Regions from separate parts of the Mus musculus genome. Here regions 2 and 3 are each linked to region 1. The links are chromatin contacts, called in public Hi-C maps. All regions are on one chromosome and are shown on one strand. Each heading gives the region's core, a stretch centred on a gene start, on an enhancer-like site or on the middle of the called end of the contact. The rest is flanking DNA. Distances are from core to core; before and after follow the strand shown. Region 1 has its middle 140 kb from the start of 4933430N04Rik. Region 2 has its middle 31 kb from the start of Gm31401. Region 3 has its middle 160 kb from the start of Gm31135.

Region 1 (2,990 bases), core at 209-2,708:
ATTCTAGTCAGCTATTTATAAACCTCCCCACAACCTCCTAAAACATAGCAGGGGGGTTATTTTAGATAAACTCTGGCTGTCCTGAATTTATGCTTTAATGAGCTCCCAGGTGGACAGTTTCATAAATCCACCGTCATGTGTCCAGCACCTCCTTGGTTAGTTAATATATACTGAAGACTAAACCATTCAAACTCCCTAAACAATAGATTCCATCAGTGCTCCTCCCTGGGCAGAAACTGCTACAGTCAAACAAAACAGGAGAAACCAGGGATGACCCCAGAGCATCTTCAAAGCCCAGCAAAACTTCCCCGCGGTTTTTGAGTCAAACTTGATAGTCCATGGAATAGCTCACCTGCCGCCAGAGACTTGTTTACTGCACTCTGATATGATCAAACAAATGCTCAGAAACTGGGGTAGATCCACACTTAGAGAAACAAACCTGTAGTGAAACTCAGCTGCAGAACCCGGATGAGAATTAATTGTCTCAAAAACCCTCAGCCCGTGGCTCCACCAGCCCAACAAGGCTGTGTCTTTATTAGTAATCAGAAGGAATTTGGTACATTGAACACTTTATCACAAGCCATGCTCACGGGTGAATTCTAATTAAAGCAGTTTTATGGCTTAAGAGACAGCCCAAACTTAAAAACATTTTTAAGAAAGGGAAGCTGCTACAAAGCCAGAAGACTGTGAGCTGATCTGTTTGTTTAACCCAGGTGGGCTCTAGAGTCAGTTACGTTCTCTTGTTTATAATTATTTGGGGGTTTGGAGGAGCCTCGAGTGGCTTTTTCCTCTCTCCTTTAAATTAAAGAGCAGCGTGCAGGCTGCTCCATTCGGTTCTGCTTGGGTAAGCCTCTACAGTGAATTGGGGTGTCCCATCACTTCCTGGAGGAACAGTTGGCTGCTGAGAGCAGGTTTATTTAAAGCAAGAAATTTCTTTAAATAAGTCTTTGGTCACGCTGTGGAGGGGGTTGCAAATGCAGCCTGACTGAGACTACCCATGCATGGGGGAGCCTGTAAAGGAATCTCTGCTTGTCTAACCATGTAAGTCCTAAGGAAGGCTTTATTTTAAATTCGAGACTTTATGTTCATTTTATTATACACAGTCTTAATTTGCGCCTCAAAAGAGGGGGCTCCAGGGCGGACATAAAATTAACTTCTCTTTCAGTGTGCTAACCTTTTGGTTTTAATTTATTCACTTGTCAATCTTATGAATGCCTGGTGAACTCAGGCTATTGATTTCCGTGGCCAATGCTATTTTTCCTGTTTATTATAATATATTGTCCCATTGTTACCAGCGCTTGCACTCAGCTAGATTTCCCACACAGTGGACAGGAAACCGTTCCATGGCATCAGACTTCCTTAGATTGATTTTCCAGAGGCTGGGAGGGACCTGCCCACTCCTAGCTCTTTGTGCTGGGACAGCCCAAGGGCCCCAGCAGGCCTCCTTGGACACTTCCTCCCAGGCCCCAGAGTGGGGGTGGCCTGTCGCCCCTCCCGAGACAGTCCCCGCAGCCCTGGGAAACGCTCCTTATCAGTGCCAAGGTTATGTCATTTCTTTTTACATACGATGTTTATTGTTTTTAGAGCCAGCACTGTGGGAATGTTCTTTTCAAGCGCGACAATAGGGCAGCCACAGAGGCAAACTGGTGAATCCCCAGCCCGGAGTTGCGGGCCGTCCATGCAGCTGGGTAGGGTGGCTCTGCGCAGGCTCCTGATTAATTGATTCAAAGATTTAGCACCAGTCTTTAACCGGGATCTTGCCTGTGGGTTGCTTAAAACACCAAGAACGCTTTTAAGGTGGTCCAGGAAATGAATCTGTTCCTTGCTCCGCCTCCCTTCCCCCACTCTAACTCCTTCCGCTCTGCCCTCCTCTCCCTCCTCCACATCTTCTCTCCTCAGTTCCCGGCTTTCCCTCTCTTCCTCTCTCCCTCCCTCCTCTCAACACTGCTGTTACTATTTTTTTTTCCTAAATACCCCCAAGCTTTGAAGGCAAGCATCAGCACGCAACCCATGATTTGGGATTTAAGAGACACCTGCCCTACATATAGGCTCCCAGTTTGAAATAATTTGAAACTCAACAAATTGCCTGAGACAACACATGTGGGGTTTTCATATTTTAGAAAAGTAGGTCGCTACAATTATTGACTTGCTCGAGTATGCACTATCAAACTAAAAATCATTATAATTTTTCTTATCATAAATTTGCTTTCTTAGGAATAGTTTACTGTGAAAATTTACCCATACCATGTAGTAGATAATATTATTTTTAAAAACTGGGTGCTATGCTTTGGAAGGAGTTATTAATTTACAGCCTGAAATCACGTATCCCCCACCCCCACCCCCCTAGGAATTCATTATCAATTAGAGAATCTCCTCCAGGAGGCGGGCAGATGAAAGAGTTCCAACCACAGGCTCAGTCCACCGAGGCGCTGGTGTGTGAAAGGCACTTTGGAGTCTCCTGGTTCCTCTGATTGAAGTGCAGGGGTTTGCGGGGATGGGAGGAAGAGAGAGCATTTGTTCTAAGGACTCCATCAAGGAGAACCCAGCTTGGGCATCTGAGAATACATCCTGAGGCCAGGGACGTAGCTTCTGCTGAAGGTTGCAGTTGCCCAGCAAGAATCCTTGCTATTGACAGAGACCCAGGGAGATTCAGGTTCAGATCAGTTGAAAATATAGATCCCACTTGTTTACCTCCGCAGGGGTGGCACTCACGGGGGTGGGGGGGCACTCACAACTTTTGCTGAGTTTCTGTGAACCATCTTGGAGGTTTAAACTGTCTAGAACCGGTGGGATCTCAGACAGGCTTTCAGATCTGTATACATTAGAGAACCTTGAGTTGCTCTTTGACTCGCTTGGAAACGGGTGGTATTTGAGACCCACTTTTGTCTTGGGAAGAAGCCACCAAATAGATGGTTTCCCTCTTAGGGGAGCAGGCATTTCCTTCTTAGTGAATACATACGGTGGATTCAGTTTGACTTGACCAGGTTCTA
Region 2 (2,990 bases), core at 340-2,839, 940 kb before region 1:
ACCCAAAGAACAGATACCAGCGCTGTCCTCCAGCATTGCTCTCTGGCTATTCCTCTTGTTATGTCTGTGAACCAGCCCTCTGAGCCCTATGACTCTGCCTGTCACTACTCAAGGGTCCTACACTAGATCAAGGATCCCACAAGGTCATGACACTTCACATTTGGGCACTGTGCCCATGGCACCAAATGAAAGCATTACATGAAAAGTTGTTATATAATTGAAACTTTCAGGTTTACCCATTTTATGGATATGAATTTCTTTTTTAGGTTTTCCAACTGCCTCTTAGGAATTGTCAACATATATTATGGAGACAGTGGAAGCCACAGAGTGCAGAGTTCTCAGATTAAGTTACTTGAGAGATCTCTAGAGTGGGGTATAAAGTATGTTTTCTGAAAGTTGGTGTTTATTTGAACTGTGCTCACATCCTTAGGGATATCCCATGCAGACAATGTGTATAAAGGAATTCATCAGAGAGGTACTGTGAGGGCAAATGAATAGTCAGAGTCAAAGAATGTCAACTCACACCCCTCACGGAAGCCTCTTAGCTGCTACATAAAGAGAAGGCATTTTTTACCCTCCTTGATGGTATGACTTTCATGTTTAATATGCCCATTAGTTACTTTCTCAGCACTGTAAATAAATATCTGACAAAATTCAATGTTGGAGAGGTGAGATACATTTCAGCTCATGGTTTAAGAGAATACCACCTTTCATGGTGATGGGTCTCCCCACCTGGAAGTGATGGGCTGCTGTGTAACAACTCAGTAAAGCAGAAAGAAACCAACTAGAAATAGAGCTTATCTATAACCATTAAAGTATACCAACTCAGTTTCCAACTGACCCAGTTCCTCTAGATAGGAGAAACGAAAAGTTTCCTATTCCCTAGAAGTTCCCCAACCCCCCAAATGAGTACCACCAGCTGAGGGCCCAGTGTTCAAACACAGGAGCCTGTGGGGAAATTGTATAACCAGACCACAACATTCTCTAAATGCACACCTGTCTGCAATTTATTGATCTCAGCTACACAGATAAACTCCTAGTCAGCTGCTTAGGTAATTTTTGTTTAATTTCGTAATCCATTTCCCTCTCAATAACCATTTGGCAAAGTAGGTCATGAATAAAATGAGGCATACAGGTTAATCTTTATGATGTCATGCCCCCACAGAAATCAGCTCTTACATGTAAATTCCACCTCCATATCATCCTCCCATCCTATATGCAATTAAGTTCCCCTCTCAAAGATACTGAATAGCACATGATTTAAGGTGAGGCCTGCGTGCAGCCTTGCAGGCAGAGCAATATGCAAACTCTGCTCCCAGATCAGCCAAATCAATTCCAGAAAGCTCCTGTGGAAGTTTACATTCCTTTTAATCCTTCTTGTTGATGCCTTTCCCATATCAACAGTATCTCTGTGTGTGCTGCTACATACGAGAGAGAGTAAGCTTTAAACTCTAACAAAAGCACACTGGAAACACTGCAGACTCCTTGCTGTGGCCTCTTATTACATCACATTTTCTAGGTGAAAGCTTCCTTGTTCCTAGGCACATCTGGCTGAGTCAGCATCGGAGGCTCTGCACACAAATGCCTCTGCTTAACGTGGAAATACTTATATGGGCATAAGCTGCATTTGTGTGGAATTATAGGAAGGTAAAGCTGTGGGGAAGGATGTTACTCTGTTTTTCATTTCCACTCAAAAACCACATTTTCACTTACTTACCAGAACAGAGCTAGTGAACATGCAGTTTACTCTTGGCAGAGAAACAACTCCTGCAAACCCACAGCCCGTGGGATTCCTACAGATCACATCAAACAGAACAAGTAGAGCAAGAATCCAGGGTGAAATTGAATGTATCTTGGGAAGGAAAATCCCTAACCAAGATCAGAGGTTTCATGAAATTTTTACATAATGCAAACATTGCTAGTCTCAGGAAGTTTAATGGAATGTGAACAAACTTTGGGGGGGGGGGGGGACTCCAGGCTCAGCTTAGCCAGTAAAAGCTCAGTTTGAGGCTCCAAAGCAGGCAGCTTGTTATTTCATTCTGTTTTAAATCAAAGATCAGAAGCAAAAGAACGGTGTAAGGTAGAGACAAGTCTCATTAGCCAATAGTAAACAGAGAGGCAGTCTTAGAACCGAGTCCACTGTAGTCCCGCAGTGAGAAACTCACTGCCAGGAGGGCTAAGTGCAGGTACTATAAAAAGTAGATCAAGGAGGACAGCCTGGTGCTCAAGGTCATGCCCCCATGAATTGTCCTGCTATACAGTGACTATTTTCTATTGGCTATGGGTTATTTCAGAAACTCACATGATTTGACCAAAGGGGTCAGCTTCAATCCTCTGAACCCCATATCTTCAGATCCTACTGCCCCATGTCTAAAATTCCTGCAGCACATTCAAGCCTGAAGTCAACCACAAAAAATAAAGTGAGATCAACCTGCCTCAAAAAAGATATTACGTGAAGTCCACGTCAACTTCAGTTTATCAGATGAAAAGCTTTTATAATGGTGCATACAATTGGGTACCCTGACATTAAGCAATGGTTAGAGGAAGGGTGAAGGGTCACAGAGGGAGGAAGCCAGAGTTTTGAGTAGTTTCTGAAAACACATCTCCGCCAAAATATATGAGCAAGGGCTTAGGACTTTTATTAACATCCATATAGTGAACACCTAGTAAGGACTTCCCGTCATAGCACTAGGCTTCCATCAGAAAGACAAGTAGGGTGCTATCCTTGATGTCATAAGGGAGACCCACCATCAAGTAGCCTCTTTCCAGGGAGGGGTAGGGCATCTGTAAGATGTGCCTCCTTTTAGGAGTGGATGGTAATTCCAGATTATAGTAAAACATATCTTACCAAATTCCCACATATCAGTTGATGCTCTGTATCCAATACCTTTGTCATACTTCAAGATCTTCAGTTTCCCTTCAGTGAACAATTACATACTCCTAGACATAGCCTGAGTTCTCTGGTGACAGGTCTGTTTCCAGAAGGCATG
Region 3 (2,990 bases), core at 310-2,809, 670 kb before region 1:
CAGTACGTCCAGGCATCCTCTACCTGTCGGACTCGTGGGCTGGCACCACAACCTCAGGAGTTACTCCCTGGGCCCTCCCCTGGTCAAGGGAGTGCCTAGCAGCAGGCTCCTTCCAGGTTGAGTGACCTAATAAGCTGCAGCAGAAGCAACAGTGGACTTGTTGAAAGAACAGCGAAAGGGACAAAGGGGAAGTAGTGGTGTTGGGGAAGTAGAAGGAGGCCCAGGTGAATGCCTGGGGCTTGCTGGACAGACAGTCTAGCCTACTCAGGGAGTTCCTGGCTAGTGAAAGACACTGCCTCAAAACAAAACAAAACATAGCTGACTGGAACCTGAGGAAAGACATTCAATGTTTTACTTTGTCCTCTACAAAACAAAAAAAAAAACAAAAAACAAAACAAAACAAAACAAAAACTATACTCACATATGTACTCCAAACTACATGAGTATATGTGCATCTTAAGAATAAGGGAAATGCTAATAATAACATATCAGGCAGGGGGAGGGGCCTGGTGTCTGTGTGATGGCCATTGGCACTTTCCTCTCTTAGACTCAGGTCTCTGCTCAAAGGTGTCTCCTCAAAGAGCCATGCCCCTGCCACCCACTGTCACCCCCCTCCTGATCCTCCATTGTTTCCACCTATAACTGCCCTCTGTTCCTCCAAGCCTGCATGTTCTACCTCCCGATGGATACAGTCTTAAAGGATCTTACAGTGTTTCCAGCCATTTGTTTCAGATCCTTCCCAAAGAAATGCACTTCTGCAAGAAACAGTGTCTCACTTTCCTTGTTCCTCTCAGAAGCCTACTGCCCAGCAAATACTAGAATAAACAGAGAGAGAAATCAGCCAATCTCCATCCTGGTCTGGTTTTCATAGGCAATCTGTTTACTGCTGAAAACTACAGCAAGCATGTTTCCAGTGTAACAAGAGTGCTCTAACATTAGCATCTATCTGGGCTGTGCCCTGTGAGTCTGCCATACCAGACCCAAGCATCCTGCATGTTTTGATATTATGCTTTAGGTTTAAAAGCCTACAGGGTGGGAACCACAACCTTCCATATGAAGGCTCTCTGTTAAATACATTGTAATTAAGAAATTTCACTAATGAGCATTCTGACCTGGATACCCTGAAGCCAATGGTTTATTCTTAAAACTCAATATTATTTTATAAGAATTTTGTTTATTTTTCTACAGACTTAAAAAGTCTAATAAGGTAAATTCACTGAGTAGATAGAAAATCAGAAGATTCAAATTCAAGTTCTCCCTCTATTATCTTCCATCTAATGCTGTGTGAGTAGGTGTCTCTCTGTGTCAGTTTCCTGGTGGCAAAATTAAGGTAATAACTTCCAACCCGACCTGAGCAGATTGGGGGCGGGGAATCACCTTTTTAATTAGTGTAAAACACCCTGCTATTCTGAAAAAGTGTGACACTCACTCACAGAGGCTAGTGCTCCAACTCAGCTTCCAGGAAATGCTTCCAGGGAACAACTGTTAGACACACAGCTGTTCAGAGAAAATGCAAGCCAGAGAAACGCGTGTGATTAATGGGGCTGAGCAGAGTCTGTGATAACAGTACACTCATTGGACTTGGCTGGGATTGTCCTTCTAGAGAAGTTAAGTATTTTATAAATACTATCTCTTTCATCCTTTTAAACTTCCTGTGATGTGGCATTTATTACATGCAGCTTCCAGATGGACAGCCAACCACAGAGAAATGTATGGCTGTTCCAAGGGCCCAGGAGGGTCTGTATGCTCAGAAAAAGGAGGAGGGGGGATGGCTTTGATTGATGGAGTCAGTCATTCATCTGCTCGTTCACTCATTCACTCAACAGGAAATGTTGAAACTCCATTATGTGTCAGACGCTGACCTCGGGACTCAGGGAGGAGACTGGGATAAGGAAAGCATGTTAACTTGTGTTGAGCTGAAGGGCCCAGTAAAGGGGAACACAAAACAAGAGATAAAAGGCACTCACATGAAGCATTGCAAATTGTGACACATAGTAACAACATCGTAGGGTCTCAAAATGATTCTAGTGCTATGTTTGTGTTATAAGGATATAAATAAGCTTTTAATGGCATGAAAAGATGTGTACTGAGTTAAAGAAATGTAGAGGGGGCAGCTTGTTATGTGGCATAGTAGTTTATGCAAATCAGAAAATAAAGAACTGTACTGTTAGTATAACAGGTGCCCAAACTATGGGCCATTTCCATCCCTTTCTCCATATCTAAATGTGTGTATGTGTGTGAGCACATGTATCAAACCGCATGAGTGGAGGTCAGAGGACACCTTGCAGGAGCCTTTCTTTTCATCGTGCGGGTTCTGGGAATAGAACTTGGGCTGCCAGTTGTGGCAGCAAGCACCTTTTCACCCACCGGCTCTACTCTCTTCTTTCTTTATAGCTATTTTTTTTAAGTAAGCGTGAGTTGGTAGTGGAAAAAATAAACCTCAAAAAACCACTTTAAATACACCCTACAATGCCAAATGCAAAGCCTATGGACAGACTCTGGATAGAATTCTGTGTAGCAACCATGTATCCACATGTGGCTCTAAGAAGGACCCCACAAATGCTCACAGTCATCTATTGGATGGAACACAGAGCCCACAATGGAGGAGCTAGAGAAAGCACCCAAGGAGCTGAAGGGATCTGCAACCCTATAGGTAGAACAACAATATGAACTAACCAGTACCCCCAGAGCTCGTGTCTCTAGCTGCATATGTAGCAGAAGATGGCCTAGTCGGCCATCACTGGGAAGAGAGGCCCCTTGGTCTTGCAAACTTTATATGCTCCAGTACAGGGGAACACCAGGGCCAAGAAGTGGGAGTGGGTGGGTAGGGGAGCAGGACGGGGGAAGTGGTATAGGGGACTTTTGGGATAGCATTTGAAATGTAAATGAAGAAAATATCTAATAAAAAATAATGTGGAGGGAAAAAAAAAAGCAGGATTCCACAAGAGAAGAACCAAGGGAAAGGAAGTGCTTGTGAATGGACGCTGGCC

What was found. Hi-C and Micro-C count contacts between places; a contact is called where the count stands out from the background.
Region 2: a Hi-C map of uterus shows a contact between it and region 1, with 5 times the contacts expected there. The contact joins two enhancer-like sites. A contact is called at or near these places in 2 of 484 Hi-C or Micro-C datasets (embryonic fibroblasts and uterus), 2 of 115 datasets of contacts at active chromatin or transcription factors (embryonic stem cells and large pre-B cells) and 1 of 9 other capture datasets (embryonic stem cells).
Region 3: a Hi-C map of uterus shows a contact between it and region 1, with 5 times the contacts expected there. The contact joins two enhancer-like sites. A contact is called at or near these places in 3 of 484 Hi-C or Micro-C datasets (cerebral cortex, nephron progenitors and uterus), 2 of 115 datasets of contacts at active chromatin or transcription factors (embryonic stem cells and heart atrium) and 1 of 9 other capture datasets (embryonic stem cells).

Annotation. Positions count from the first base shown.
Region 1 is chr8:8,993,268-8,996,257 of GRCm38.p6, forward strand. No RefSeq gene overlaps it. Among named protein-coding and RNA genes, the nearest start is that of 4933430N04Rik, 140 kb to the right of the region's middle. Within about 2 kb of position 1,459, at least 105 of the 459 cell types and tissues checked have an H3K27ac peak or open chromatin away from gene starts, as enhancers often do. A contact at or near this core is called in uterus, where this site is marked.
Region 2 is chr8:8,049,747-8,052,736 of GRCm38.p6, forward strand. No RefSeq gene overlaps it. Among named protein-coding and RNA genes, the nearest start is that of Gm31401, 31 kb to the right of the region's middle. Within about 2 kb of position 1,590, at least 38 of the 459 cell types and tissues checked have an H3K27ac peak or open chromatin away from gene starts, as enhancers often do. A contact at or near this core is called in uterus, where this site is marked.
Region 3 is chr8:8,326,687-8,329,676 of GRCm38.p6, forward strand. No RefSeq gene overlaps it. Among named protein-coding and RNA genes, the nearest start is that of Gm31135, 160 kb to the right of the region's middle. Within about 2 kb of position 1,560, at least 24 of the 459 cell types and tissues checked have an H3K27ac peak or open chromatin away from gene starts, as enhancers often do. A contact at or near this core is called in uterus, where this site is marked.